2 separate regions of the Arachis hypogaea genome follow, and region 1 is linked to region 2. The links are chromatin contacts, called in public Hi-C maps. All regions are on one chromosome and are shown on one strand. Each heading gives the region's core, a stretch centred on a gene start, on an enhancer-like site or on the middle of the called end of the contact. The rest is flanking DNA. Distances are from core to core; before and after follow the strand shown.

The links. A called contact is a pair of places that touch in the nucleus more often than the background predicts.
Region 1: a contact with region 2 is called in a Hi-C map of leaf, with 2.6 times the contacts expected there. The contact joins the promoter of LOC112743081 here to the promoter of LOC112743060 in region 2. A contact is called at or near these places in 2 of 8 Hi-C or Micro-C datasets (both in leaf).

Annotation. Positions count from the first base shown.
Region 1 is chr2:76,909,344-76,912,778 of arahy.Tifrunner.gnm2.J5K5, forward strand. It overlaps LOC112743081, which reads right to left and starts at 1,810. Exons shown (of 6, transcript XR_003171923.3): 1 at 1,396-1,810; 2 at 427-469.
Region 2 is chr2:75,961,974-75,965,853 of arahy.Tifrunner.gnm2.J5K5, forward strand. It overlaps LOC112743060, which reads right to left and starts at 2,587. Exons shown (of 2, transcript XM_072218985.1): 1 at 1-2,587. The coding sequence starts at 2,068.

The sequences.
Region 1 (3,435 bases), core at 560-3,059, 950 kb after region 2:
AAACAAGGACTACAGCATACACTAATGTGTCTAAGTGCAAGGGTTAGAGGTGTTCTTGCACTTGCTAAAATAAGTTTGGCTCCTCTACCATGAATACGCAATACAAAAGGCACAAACCTCAATAAGTAAGATCATAGTGAAACATGACATGATCAGTCCCAATTATTAAGTTCCGATTTCTAACATGACTACTGCTGTACCGCATGTATAAAATATAAGTACTAGCCTTCAATAGAGCAACTCAGATTGCTAGCAAGAACGGATGACTCGAACTCATTTACAGAGCAAGGGCATATTTTGATTTCTAGAATTTATCCAAAATATATAAATGAATAAAAAAATAAATGTTCAGTTAATGCAAAAAATATTGAACAGAACAAGGGCAACAGAGCTAAATAACTACAGAAATTACTCATTTATAACTACCTAGGTGAGCAGATCGTGTGGTCAAACCCAATGGTATTTCCTTCTGCAAACACAAAGCAGCTAACATTTAGTTTATTAAAATAGAAAGAAGCAAATTCAGGATGACTGCAATCATGTTGATGAATTATTAGAAGTTTAAAAACAAATTTAAATCAAAACTACCTGCTGTTAGTGTATTAAACAGTTTAGGCATTTGGCATTTGGCAATCACTACTGCATCAGGAACATTCTTAAAGTAATAAAATTACAATAATGATGTTAATAGTACTTGATTTAGCATTCATGAAAATTAAACCTAAAATATGGCACCACAAAGCTTCACATAGTTACTAACTAATAAGATATATACTATTTATTGTTTTCAACAATTTTAATGTGCTAATTGTTACATATTTCTTGAGAACACTTAAGAAATTAAATGTAATATTATAGATGAAATTCAATAATCATTCCTCTCTGTTTACAAAATCTTGAAAACAAGAGATACTACTTTGTTAAAAATCAAAGAAACCATGTTCAAGTAAATTTGATCTGTTGCACTTATTTAAGCCTAAACCTGTTTTAGATTCCAACTGTGAACCTTTCAGCAGATTTAGTCTTCAATAAAACAATTGAACGAGCTCATCAATTTAAACTTTGAATTAAAATGTCTTGTAACATACAAATTAATTTATGATATTGAACTAACCTAACAATTTTTGGGGGAAGGCGACAAATAATTTTAGGTCTGCAACATAAATCCCAATTCAAATATCCCCTGCGAGAATACTATCAACTAAATTTAAATGTTTTTGCTTATTCTTACAACATTCTTCTTCCCAGATTATCCTCTACGACATCATTAAATCAAATATAACCTCAAAAGGAAGTGCGAAGTGCGAAGTGCGAAGTGCAGAAAAGGAAAATCAAAAGGAAAAAGAGATGTTAAGTGAAGATTCGTGAACATGCAGCATAAAACATTAGAATAACCTCAAAGAAGCTGAGTAGCAATGGCGAGAAAGAGCCGTCGGCGGCAACAACGAGCTCGGCGGCATGAAGGAGTGTAGTAAACTAGTGGCAATGAGCAGCGTCGATGGAAGATCTGAGATCCGAAAGAAGGGAGGATGAAAGGTTGAGATCTGATATCTGAGATCAGAGATCTGAGGTGAGTGTAGCCTAGAACAAGGGATGGTGAAAGGTTGAAGAGGAAGCGACAGTGGAGGTTGAAGAGGTAGCTACGGAGAGAGATGAAGGAGATCAGGGATAGAAGGGAAATTGTAAAGCGAGCCCTCATCTGTTTCAAGCTAGGGTTACTGTAAATTTTTATATTATATACGTGTGAAAACGGCGGTTCAAAACCGCCATAATCACTTGAACCGCCACCAAACTCAAAGTTCATTATGGTAGCAACTAAAAATGACATAATAACCGGTTATTAAGGCGGTTCTTTAGAACCACCATAATATTAATGCCATTTTAAACTCTTTTTTTGTAGTGAAAGTTTTGAAAAGATAGGATTTTTAAATTGAAAATTTGACTTGACTCATAAGAAACAACTAAATTTTAAAAAATTTTTGACTGAATCAATCCAAAAATTCAAAATTTATGAGAGAAATAAGGGAAAGATATTTTTTATTTTTGAATTTTTAATGAGGAGAGAGAGAGAAACACAAAAATGACTCAAAATATGAAAATTTAAGATCAAAACAAAAAAATACATGCAAGAACACTTTGAATGTCAAGATGAACACCAAGAACAACATCAAGAACATATTTTTGAAAATCTGTTGAAAAGAATGACATGTAAGACACCAAACTTAAAAAATTTTAAACTTTTGATTCTAAGAATCCGAAAATACATATGAAAAATAAGAAAAGACACAAAACAAGAAAATTTTAAGATCAAACAAGGAGACTTTATCAAGAACAACTTGAAGATCATGAAGAACACAATGCATGATATTTTTTGAAAATTTTTTTTAAGGAAAATTAAAAATATGCAATTGACACCAAACTTAAAATTTGACACCAGGCTCAAACAAGAAACACAAAATTATTTTTGTTTTATGATTTTATTAAATTTTTTTTGAAATTTTTCGAATTTTTTTTGGAAAAACGAAAAAGAAGAGAAAAATTTTTTTGAAAATTTTTTGAAAATAAAATAAAGGTTGAAACAAGAAGAAAATTACCTAATCTGAGCAACAAGATGAATCGTCAGTTGTCCAAACTCGAACAATCCCCGGCAACGGCGCCAAAAACTTGGTACACGAAATCGTGAGTTCACACTTTTCTCACAATTCCGCGCAGCTGACCAGCAAGTGCACTGGGTCGTCCAAGTAATACCTTACGTGAGTAAGGGTCGATCCCACGGAGATTGTCGGCTTGAAGCAAGCTGTGGTCATCTTGTAAATCTCACTCAGACATATTCAAATGGTTATGAAGTTTTGATAATAAAAAGAGAAATAAAACATGGAAGCAAGACTAAGAACACACAGCAACTCGGAGAATCGCCGTACCCCCTTGCTCATCTTTGAGTGCACCGAGGACGGTGCAAACTTTTAAGTGTGGGGAGGTCATCCGACCGGTCGGCGATTTTGGGTGACAAATTTCTAATCCTAACACTTTTGCATTTCATTCTAGGATTTTATGGTTTTTACTTGCATTTTCTTATTTTTGCATATATATACATAATAAGCTTAGTCAAAATAATGAAATTTTTTCAAGATTTCTATCTATAGGGCACCTCAATTGATTTGAGTGAAAACTTTTCATTAAACTTGCTTGAATTATATATCTTGTGGATCATGTTTTTGAGCTAAGAACACAAGCAAGTGAGTTTTGAGCCTAATGGTGTGGTTACATCTTATAACCACTTATTTTTCCTTCTTGTGTGCATTATTCTCTTTCTATGAATGTGATCTTTGATTTGTTTGATTCTTTATGTTCATTATTTTATGTATTCATGCGTTTATATGATTGTGGCCATCATTTCATTAGCTCACTTATCCAAATAGCCAACCTTTTATATTC
Region 2 (3,880 bases), core at 1,337-3,836:
CCATTAATTCACTAACCCCTTGTGAAGGAACATAAATAGCCCTTAACAACTTGATATATGTTGTAGCATCAACTTTCCTAACGCTAGCACCGTCTTCATTCATGGGACGCCAAACAAGAGCATCAAAGGCAACCCTTTTGCGTCTTTCCGGAGGACCGCCACAAATAGGAGCGAGAATGGCAAAAAACATTCCCAGATCCACTCTGCCTGAGCCACTTTCATCCAAAACAGAAAGTATCCTCTCATTTATGGCTTTTACTGCTCCTTGAAAAGTCTCGGGCTTTAAAAAATTAAGTAATCTGTGAAGAATTTCTTCCAAGTTTGGCTTCCGAATGGACTTTTCTGGAACACCACTTCCCGAATACGACACTGGCACATCATGTTCACTCATTTCCTTCTTCAAAAGCTCCACACTGCAACGATTTAACCTAGAAACCCTCTGAAGTGCTCTGATTTGCAAGGCAGTTGCTAATTCCTGCCTCACAGTAGTCTTGTCTCCAATAACCTTGAACTTGGATGGTTCAACTTCAAGATACGTTGACTCCCCAGAAGAACCTCCATTACTTTTTGTCTTCTTTTTCTGCAGTTGCTTCAGATGTGCTATTGCATCGTGCAACTCAACCCTATTCGTCATTTTCAGCGCTTCCTTCAAAGATTTCTTGGCTTCTTCATTCTCCCCAGCTCCCAGCAATGACACCGCCTTATTCAGCTGTGCTCGCCAATGATTTGGCCAAACGGCTAAAACCCGAGTGTACATCTCTGAAGCCCTCTGGAACCTACCAAGATCCATATAAAGCCCACCCAAATTGTATAGAGCATCTACATGACCAGGCTTCAAATCAATAGCTTTCTGAAACACCTCAATTGCCCTCTCATCGTCATTCATGGCATGCAAAGCCGAAGCCAAGTCACAATGCGCATCAGCATAATCAGGCTTCATGAAAATTGCTTCCTCCAATGCCTTCACAGCGGCCCTATACTCCCCTACACCGAAAAGTGCACTACCTAGTAGCTTCAATGCTCTAAAATGAGTGGGACAAAGAATTGCAGCCTCCCTATAATATTCACAGGCACTCAAGACCATACCTTCACCTTCCAGCGCAATCCCAAGGTTGACATAAATCTGCGGTAGCAAATAGGCCCACTGATTCCCGCCTGCCTCAGCTGCCTCCAAAGCCAACAGGTACTCCTCCTTGGCCTCCCTGTACCTGCCAAGAACATACAAACAATTCCCAGCCCTAAAATGTGGCCTCACATCAACAGGCTGCAACTCACAAGCCCTCTTGAAACTCACCAAAGCCTCCTTGAACAACTGATGCTCATACAAAACTCGCCCAATCGCCATGTGTCCATCAAATGCCTCTTCCCTTGACCTAGCAGCATCTGCCCTACCCCTCAAGCCCCCTAATTCCTTCAAAAACACAGCATAATCATGTCCTGATTCTTCCCAAAACACCCTTTTCTCCGAAATCTCTGCGGAAGGCCCCAATTCCCGGGACCAACCGGCATCTGAATACGCATCAAAATTCTCCCCTTTCAATTTTCCATCTTTTGCCTGCTTCGTCCTCAGCCTCTTAATTAGAATCTCCAAATCGTCCACAATCTTCCAAGTGTCATCGAACACAATCCCGTGGTTTGGCGACACGGCCCAAGCCGCCGTCCGTTGCTTCTTCTGCGTCTCCACCGCCATCCTCTCGTCTACAATGGACGAAGACGAGGCCTCGGACGCCGCCGCCGCCGAGGAGCCCTTAGCGGCGGCCGCAGCCTCCTCGAGGTTGAGCTCGAGGCCGAGTGCGTCGAAGTCCCTATCCACGTCGCCGGCACCGTCGTCGTAGGTTCGGAGGAGGCCCTCGTAGGTGAGCCCCTTATCTCCGTCAATGAAATCGCCATAGGTTCGGAAAACCTCGTCGAGAATGGCGTTGATCTGTTCGTCGCTGAACTTCACCCTAGGGTTCACTGCCACAACAAGCGAAGCCATTTCCTCCCTATTGAGACCACCGTCGCTGTTCGCGTCGAATTGCTGGAAAATTCTCCGAACCTTCTCGGATCTCGTGCCCCTCGTCGCCATTTCCACAGCCTCCAAATCGACACTTGGTGGTTGTTACGGTATTTCAGGTGGTTTTGGGCTAAGAACAGAAAAAACCCTAATTCTTTTTTTTTTCCCCAATTTTCCTAAACTGGAACCCTAATCAATTTGTTTAGGAACATTTTTGGGATTTTGGAGGGTGATGGGCTGAAAAATCGTTACTTGTTGTTCATGATAATCATGATGGATGGTGGGTGTGGGGGGTTGGGGAAATCCGAAAAGGGAAAGAGGGGCCAACATTGAAGGATGCGATTTTTTTTTTCTTTTACTTTTTTAAAGGGGGTTTGAAATTAGAAAGTAGAAACCCTTAATTGTTTTCTAAAACTAGGATTATTTTACAATTGTCAATTGGGATTCAAAAATTGTTTAATCGTTGTTGATAACGGTGATGAGGATGGGCGGGTGTGTGTGGGGGTAATTCGAAAGGGGGCAGAAAAGGCAATCGGGGACCAATTCAAAAAAGCCATAGCTTTGTATTTGGAATCCTAATTTGATTTTGGAGAAATCATTAGGGTTGTTAATCTCAGCTTTGCCAGAAGATCACATTTAAAAAAAAAAAAAAAAAAGACTCACACTTTGTCGTTTCAATCCTCAATTCCATTTAATCTCTTTTTTTTTTAAGAAAAAGTATACGTTACCAAAAGTGAATCTGCCAACTATTACCAACACGTGATAAATTAGGATTAAATTATGATTAACTTAAATGTGGCTTTATTTAGTAGATGGGCTTTATGTCCAGCCCAACTCAAGTTGGCAGATTTTGGCAGATAAAAAGTTGGTAACGTAGCACTACTATTTTTTAAAATAATATTGGGTGATCAAATTATTTTAAAAACTAAATTTAATGAAATTAGTTTAATAATTTATTAGAACAATAAATATCAATTAAAAACGAAAAAAATGTAGAAAAATATCAAATTTAGTTAAAAAATAAAGTGTTCACTTAATATTTTTTATAATTTTTATATGTATTTTTTTTATTTGTGATTTTTGTCATTTTTAAAGGAGATCTTTTTTTTTAAGTTTGTTTTTGTTTCTTATATGAAATTCTGGATTTGTTGAACAAACTCAGCAGAGAATTGAGATAATTTCGCTATAGCAAATTCAAGAGTGGATTGAAAAAAATTTTTCATAACAAGCTCAAGAGGTGATGATTCCTAAAGATTCTATGATACATGCTCAAAAAGATAATTGGGACATTCTAAGACAAAAGGACAAAATAAGAATTTCACATTTTCAGATGACTCCATCACTAGAGTACGTGCAAAAAAACTCAAAGAGAGCTTTGGAAACTTGGCAGGACTTATGCATAAGAAGTTACATAAAGTTCTAACCAAAGAAGAATGGGCAAAATCCATGGGTTAAGTCAGGACAGTAAAAAGCCCAATAATACTTTTCAAATTCAATGTGAAGCATAATTTATTATTAAATTTCGAAAATTTAGGCCTTTGTTTTGTAGTTAAAGTTTTGTTAGAAGATTTGTTTAATTCTGATTTGTTTAGTAGTATTTTTTTTTTGAAATTTAAAATTTAAATCAAATCTAATCTAATCCATTAAAGATCAAATCTGATTTAAATTTCAAAATCTTATCTTATCTTTTTTAGTTTGTTAGGGGCCTATTTAAACACCTTTGGTAGACCATTTACATAACTTTTGATGAATAAATTTTTCGTTGCTTTTAGCACGTTTTTATTGTGTGATTAAGTGAGGTGAGTAATTTGCTTTACTTGTTGCATGAAGAAGATTGAAGGATCCAACACTAAGGTGATCTGCGTGGTGGTTCTTTTCAGTTTT